Linked DNA regions of Mus musculus: region 1 is linked to region 2. The links are chromatin contacts, called in public Hi-C maps. All regions are on one chromosome and are shown on one strand. The core of a region is the stretch at or near the end of the contact, and the rest is flanking DNA. Distances in the headings are between cores, read along the strand shown.

Evidence for each region. Hi-C and Micro-C count contacts between places; a contact is called where the count stands out from the background.
Region 1: a contact with region 2 is called in a Hi-C map of nephron progenitors, with 2.4 times the contacts expected there. The contact joins the enhancer-like site here to the promoter of Lrp2bp in region 2. A contact is called at or near these places in 9 of 39 promoter capture datasets (the 3T3-L1 cell line, 3T3-L1-derived adipocytes, the C10 cell line and 6 more), 1 of 484 Hi-C or Micro-C datasets (nephron progenitors), 2 of 115 datasets of contacts at active chromatin or transcription factors (effector CD8 T cells and embryonic stem cells) and 4 of 9 other capture datasets (adipose tissue, liver, macrophages and 1 more).

What each region holds. Positions count from the first base shown.
Region 1 is chr8:46,106,861-46,110,785 of GRCm38.p6, forward strand. All of the region lies in intron 3 of Snx25 (sorting nexin 25), which reads right to left. Among named protein-coding and RNA genes, the nearest start is that of Snx25, 44 kb to the right of the region's middle. Within about 2 kb of position 2,286, at least 6 of the 459 cell types and tissues checked have an H3K27ac peak or open chromatin away from gene starts, as enhancers often do. A contact at or near this core is called in nephron progenitors, where this site is marked.
Region 2 is chr8:46,008,377-46,012,332 of GRCm38.p6, forward strand. Lrp2bp (Lrp2 binding protein) reads left to right here and starts at 2,226. Exons shown (of 9, transcript NM_026278.3): 1 at 2,226-2,424; 2 at 2,738-2,858; 3 at 3,570-3,682. The coding sequence starts at 2,759.

The sequences.
Region 1 (3,925 bases), core at 1,036-3,535, 99 kb after region 2:
AGGTCTTTCTTGAGCTCTTGGTCTGACTTCCCTCAATAATGAACTGTGTTCAGAAAGTGTAAACCAAATAAACCCACTCCTCCAAGTTTCTTTTGGTCAGTGTTTGTCACAACAACAGAAAGCAAAGAAGGATATGTGGTCACGTTATATTTTCAAAGGCAACCATGATAACTACCTTAAGTAGTCATAAGAACTTGCAAATACTAGCAACAATTCAAAATGGTATGAGAATTTCTTTAATTACACAACCTTCAAGTTTCCAGATGAATCTTATTTATTGTTTGTTTGATTGTGTTTGCTAATTTATTTGCCAGCCTGGAACTCATTATGTAGACCAGGCTGGACTCAAACTCAGAGACCCATCTGCCTCTTCCTCTTGACTGCTGAGATTAAAGACTGGATGTGAAAGTAAATAGGCTTTGACATCTGTCACCCACTGATCAGTGGGACTAATTCAGGTGATGTGGCTGGCTAGGCAGATGTCCCTTTTGCCCTTCCCACTCCATGTACATCCTGCATGAAGCTGTGCACTTGACTGAAGAGAATGGTGGCCTTCCCCAAAGAGAGGAGAAACAGTTTGTCTTAAATGATTCATAGCATCTGTCTTTAAAACTAATAAAGCATAAACCAGTATCATGAGCTACTTTTTGATGAAGAAATTGTAGGATAGTAAGTCTGGATTATGTCTATGGGTAATTCTATGGGATACTGTTTAATGCTCCCAAAGGCAATGGCAAATTGCATCTGTGAGGGTCCCAGGTTTTTTCCAGCTGTGGCCATAGATTCCTATCAGCAGTAAGTGCACCCCAGAACCACTATTTTGGAGTATCTGAGTAGTAGAAAGAGCAGTTTAAATGTTTCTATTCCATAGCATTGTAGAATGGTAATTTTCTGCTATCTATTAGTGGAGATAAGTGGCAAAGATTCCATAGTAACAGGAGGCCAATACTGAGCAAATTCTCAAGAGTACAGAAAACACATTAAGGACTACACAGGAAATGAAACATGAAATGTATATTGGTATCTTTATGATTAATGCCTCTCAAGGGTACACTGTGACTTCTTACACTAGAGACTGGACTAACTGAATGTGTACACCAAAAAAAAAAAAAAAAGAACAATTGCATTCTTTGCCTGCTGTAATGGCCTAGAAGAATCTTATCTGAATGTACAAAGCCAATGACATGAAGACATTTTATGAGTAAGGCTTTATATATGCACACCTCTGCTGGTGTTTACTTTTACTGATTTATTTTTGACAGGGTCTCTTGTAGCCCAGGCTAGCCTTGAATTTGTTATGCAGCATTAGGATAACACTCAAGTCCTGATCCTCCTGCCTTCGTCTCCCAGTTCTGGGATTAAGGATATGCACCAGTGTGCCCCCATTTATAGGCTACTTTTGAATCAAATACAGGCTTCATGCATCCTGGATTAATAATTTACATTCTGGTCTCCATGTTGGCTTTTTAAAAGGTTCCTGGAGGGAAGCATGATGGTGCACTACATAAAAGCAGTACTTACAGGGAGAGGCAACGGGGTCAGGAGTTCTGATCCAGTTTAGGCTGTAAGATCCTGTCTTTAAATAAAACACAAACAGCCAACCAACAAAAAGATGATGCCAGATCATGAGCTCAAGGTCTGCAAGGGCCACAGAATGAAGTCAACGCCAGCCTTCATAACTTATTAAAGGGAGTGGCCTGGGGCTGCAGCTCAATAGGAAAGCACTAACTGCTCGAGAGCCTGGGTGTGCTGTGACCCTGGGAGTCTCGCCTTCCTATCTTCATTTTCAACTATAGCTGGAGCTGCTCTTTCCATACAGTACACACTGCGATGCTAGTCCTTGATCATCTCAAGCCCTGGCATATGTAACTTAACACCTTAAAACACACGCGTGGTTAGTACTCACTGGGGGAGGATAGCCAGAAGAAAACCTGCTTTTATAAGAGAAGCTTCTTTGCATAATACTGAGCCTATACATCAGCTGGGACCTGCATGGCCATAAAAGTGTCACAAATTCCCCTTCTTCCTAACAGCTGAGTCACTGGAAAACTAAGAAAGCCAAATGCCAGAGCGGGCTGGCCCAATACGCTCACTGTACAGAAAAACCTCCCACCTGACTCCTCTAGACTCCCCTGCAAACTCTGAGCAGGACACTTGAGTGACACCCTTCAGTAGGTGGGCATCAGTACTGCTTGTGAGCAGAGAGGGCTCCCAACATGGCCACTATAGATGAGCAAGTCCACCCAGCTTCTGGTGAGCTGTAATGGGCTTGCTGCATGCTGCCTTTGGTGGTGTTGATCAGCCACTGCAGTTCCTACTAATCACCTCTAGTTCTCACTGCTTGAACAGGGAGGAAGTCAGCAACTTTGATACATTTCACAGGTACGGTATGATCCGACCCTTCCACCTATACCAAGAAGTAGGTATCGCCACTACCATCATACAGATGAGAAAATGAAGGTGTGTATAGGTGCAGATAAACAAAGGCATGAAAGTGATAAATGGGGGAAGCGGTTCTCTCTCTCTGTCACCCTCTCGAGTCTGTGCTATGCTACACTATAGTCAGAGGTTGAAAAGGGCAAGGGAAACACATCAAAAGTAAAGAAAGAAAATCTGTGAATAAAGACAGTCCCTCAGATAAGAAGCCTGTGTTTCACAGGCACACAAAACACAGATTGCAAGGAGATTTTAAAATGTTTAAAATGTGATTGAATTGAAAGTATAAAAGCAATCGATTTTTTTAGACTTTTTTTTTAGACTTTCTGAACCATGCTGACACAAGACCGACGGGAAAAGGAAGTGGAAGCCGAGCGGGCTTTAAGTGTGATCTAGACTGGCTTATAGCAGCAGCAGACTGACAGGCTGACCGGAAACCTGCCTCCAACAACCGCTCAGCATCAGGCGAAGGATGCGATGCTCTTATTACTGCAATTCATTATTCTGACAGTCACCAACTCAAAGGTGTGCTTCCCAGGCCACCCACTTCATTTTGCAGCCTGTAGAGATCTGTCTACCAGCTAGATTTACAGGACAAGAATGGTGTTACCCAGAGCTGTCCAACAGGCATGACACTACAGTGAGTGTCAAACCTACACTCACTGCAGGCAGGCCTGACTGTGTGCTTTTTATAATGCTACATCAATAACAGTTGTTCTCAGACCAAACCACCCAAATGAACAGTTCTAGTAAGTAACTGGCATTCTTTCAAGTATATGTAACTATAGAGATTACTGGTAAAGATTTTTCTTCATTTTTTTTCTCTATATTTTTATCATCAACTAATGTAACAAGAAATCAAAAACTAGGGGCTTGGCGCCGCTGGTTCAGTGGTTGCCTGGGGTGCACAAGGCCATGGGGTCACTACTCAACACAACTAAACCGAGCTGATGGCACACACCTGTAACTCAGGAGGTGGACGCAGGAGATCACAAGTTCTGCTACACAGTGAATTGGAGGCCACTCTGGGATACAGGAAAAGATAAACAATGAAATCAACTGAAAAACCCTCCAAGCCTGAAAAGTAAGTGCTTCTAACAGGGACTCTGTCTGTCCTCTCTGTCATCCTCATGTTTTACGGTGCTGACACCATCTTCTAAAGCAGCTCTGAGAATGCTGGCAAACGCCTCAGTGGAAACCATACTCTTATGTTGAAATTAGATATTCATAAAAACAGTAGGTTCCTCTGCCATGTGCCCTTTTCTCCTAAATCTTGAGCACTGTGAAACAAGCCTCCCTGAATGCCAATGAGTCTTTGATGACTATGAGCCGGGCAGAACCATCGGATACTTTCACTGGTGGGCACCACAGCAAACGACATAATAATAAACAACAGTGCCAAGGCCTAAAGGAGGGCGTAAGCTACCGAGCCCACAGGGAGGCCTAAGGATCCTGTTCACTTTCTAACCACACACACTGTCTGCCAGAA
Region 2 (3,956 bases), core at 976-3,475:
AGGGGGCCAGGAGTTCAGAGAAAATCCCCAAGCAAGCAGCAGGCTCACTTTCATAGTACCTTTGTTTCTCCTCCAAGAGGCATGTGTTGGCAGCACGGGTTGTCAGCCCTGTTCCAGGGGACAAACGTGAGAGGATGTAGCACGGACTTCTACAGACTGCAGAGCCAGTGTGTTCAGAATGACCATCTTCTTAAAGTAGAAGACACACATTTCTAACACATTAAAAATGACATTTGCTTGGCTTGTTGTTTTAAGAGATAAAACAAAATGACACATAGGTGGATAGGGTGCCCTTGCTAACCAGCCCTTTGAGATCAGGTACATCAGCTCTCTGCTCTGACAGGCTCCGCCTGTATTCAACAGTGCTCATAACGATCTCTATTTCCTCAAGTATTATAGGAATCAGTACTTATATAGCACCTAGAAAAAAAACCCAAAACCTGACATTTCGTAGAAGCTGAGTGAATTCTTCTCTTTCAGACCCTGTGAAATACTACTTTTTTTTTTTTTTTTTTGGTTTTTTTTTTTTTTTTTGGTTTTTCGAGACAGGGTTTCTCTGTGTAGCCCTGGCTGTCCTGGAACTTACTTTGTAGACCAGGCTGGCCTCGAACTCAGAAATCTGCCTGCCTCTGCCTCCTGAGTGCTGGGATTAAAGGTGTTCGCCACCACGCCTGGCTGAAATACTTCTTTTTAAGTCGCTAAAACGACAGAAACCATGTGCAGTATTGTAGCCAGAAAACAACAACATGAGTTTAAATGAGGTTTGTGTTGTTTCTGTAAATGCTGTTTATGCTTTGTTTCATATCTGATGCCGTTCCTTGAGTTTTCTGAGGTTTCTCTAATCCAGTGGTCCTCAACCCATGTACCATGAGCCCTTGGGGTTACATACCAGATACTTACATTACAATTTATAGCAGTTATCAAAACTATAGTTACGGAGTAGCAAAGAAATAATGTTATGGTTGGAGGGGTCACCACAATATGAGGACCTGTATTAAAGGGCCACAGCATTAGGAAGGTTGAGAACCTCTGCTCTAAACCTTGTTAGATAGTAGCACACTGTATTAATGTCTTCAGAGAAATAACATCTTTTCATCTAGTTTGTGAGTGGTGGTTGACAGTAGGCTGTCATATTTGGATTGCTTTCTTCTATATATCTTACACATGTGGCTTCGTTCATTGGGAACTTTATATTCTTTAGTGGAAACTTAGATTTTGCAATATACATAATCCAATTACTTTACTTTTTAAAGATTTATTCTTATGAGTATGTGTATGTGTGTCTGCATGCATATATGTCCCATGTGAGGGGTGCCAGCAGAGCCGAGAAGTGGGTGGTCACTCTCTAGAGCTGGAGCTACAGGTGGTTGGGACCCACTCAAGGTGGCTTCTGGGAACCAAGTTCAGATCCTCTGGAAACACTTTGACTTGTTTTTTTTTGTTGTTGTTGTTGTTTTGTTTTAATTAATTTCTTTCTATTTTTATGTGTATGAGTGGTTTGACTGCATGTGTGTATGTGTATCACTAGAGAGATACATGTGTGTACATGTACACTAGGCACATGTGTCTAGTGACTGAATAAGTCAGAAGAGGGCATCCAATCCCCAGGAACTGTGTTACAGACAGTTGTGAGATGCCCTGTGGTGTGCTGGGAACTAAACCCTGATGCTCTTAACTGCTGAAACCACATCTCCAACCCAGTAACCAGCAACTTTGTTTTTTGTCTGGTTGTGGACAGGGTCTCACTATTTCGTCCAGGCTGCCTTGTACTAGCAGAGATCTGCTAACCTCAGCCTCCTGAGTGCCAGAATTAAAGACATTTCGCCACCATGCTGGGCCCATTAACTTTGTATATCAAGGAAAGGACACTTTAAGAACCTTTATTTCAAACTACAGATAAAGAAATTAGCTCTTAATTAACTCCTCCCACATACAGACATTTCAGTGATTTTATTTTATTTTTATTTTTTGCTGACTTAGTAAACCATGTCTTTTTTTTTTTTTTTTTTTGAGTTCCACTCTCATCCAATGAAGCAGCGTGTTGCCTAAAATAGTATCCTGTAAGTATGTAAATGCAGCTTTCCAATCACACAAAGCTTCTCTTAAGAACTTCTGTAGACCACCAATCAGAGAGACCTGGCCTGGGCGCTGGCTCCTGATTGGTGGAAGTAAGTTGAACCAGTAGAATGTCAAAGACCAAAACAGAAAGAAAAAAAAAAAAGCATAGCAACAACAGAGTTTGCTGTCTTCACTACTCTCAGCTTAGGCCAACCTGGACTCCTTCAACCCAAATGAGGTGGCCCCTACATTTTATATGAAGGCTCTGATTTACCATGCAGCAGTGGTCCATCTGGTAACATGGCAATCCAGTACAGACTGGAAGAGAAGACTGAGCAACAGAGCTAAAACACAGTGTATTCCCAGGTAAAACAGACGCATCCTGTCATCCGAAACGGATTACTCTGGCCAGTTTCAGTTAAAGGGCGACAGGAAAGTCCTCCGTGACAGGAGCAGCGACTGTGAGCGGTGTAGTCTGTTGCCACTGAGTGGCAGCAGTTGGGAATGACAGGACGCCCCCTGCCATGTGTGAATCCTTAGCCAGTCGGGATTTGTTGCTAGCTCAGGGTCCCTTGGCCAGGCAATGTGGGGCAGATGCTTCTGTGATGGGGAGTGAAGTCTCCCTTGGTGCTTTCCCGGGAGGAGAAATTGTAACCACCTATGTGTTCTTCCTTAACAGGACCCACATTGTGGAGACAGGATGAAGCTGAGCAGCGAGAAGTTGCCCAAAAACCCTTTCTCTCTGTCTCAGTATGCTGCCAAACAACAGAAATTCTTCCAGTGGAAGAAGGAAAAGCCCGGTATACATCTGAATAGTTAATTCTTGCTTGGAAACTATTTTTACTGAAATTCCATGTAAGCTTAGAATAAACAAAACAAACAAACAAAAACCCATGCCACTGGTTTCCAGGAGGTAGTTAATGTTATACTCCTTTCTGGCTTTCCTGGAGATTAGTGACCTTCTTACTCAGACAGCAAGCTGATCCTGGAGGTGTTTCACAATTCAAGCCTGATTACATTTTCACCCCTCCCCCCCCCAGCACTTAGGGATTCGTTCTAAAAAAGAGACGCCAGATGTTGCTTCCCTCAGAGAGCGCAACGCTGCGCTTTACTTCAAATGGATACTGAAAGCTATTTTTACATAAGCTTGTAAAAACTAAACTGGAGATGGCCAGCCCATTTGATTAGTAGTCCTAACATGGCTCAGGCTAAGAGTTTAACTCATTCACAGACAGCTTTGCCCAGTGCATGCAGAGACTGCATTGGAGTGCCTACCCGGCAGTGAACCCTCACCCAAGCACAATAAACACTTCTTGATTATGCCAGGTGTGTGTTGGTGCTGTGATCATGACTCTGCTTAGGTTATGTTCTTTCTCTGAGCTAAGCTTTAGGGATGAGAAGTTGGAAAGAAACTGAGATTAACAGCATCTAATGAATTCTACGTTACGTGTGGCTTCACGAGAGAACCTGCACGTTATATAACTAACACCGTTTTTGCCTTTCTGAATCAGATTATTACCTCCACGCTAATTTGGTGGATACAGCATTGCAGTTCCTGAAAGAAAGAATAAGAAGAGGGGATGCTATGGCATATTTTCTAAGAGGCCAACTCTATTTTGAAGAGGTAACAATAGTTCTTCCTCTTCTTCCTCCTCCTCCTCCTCCTCCTCCTCCTCCTCCTCCTCCTCCTCCTCCTCTTCTTCTTCTTCTTCTTCTTCTTCTTCCCCTTCTTCTTCCCCTTCTTCTTCCCCTTCCCTTCCTCCTCCTCCTCCTCCTTCTTCCTCCTCCTCTTCTTGGTATAATTGTATTCTTAGGATTAATTGTTGGGGCTGTTAGTGTACTAGTAAAGTAGTTGAATAGGGTTGATAAGACCCTAGGTTCCATCTGCGCATCACACA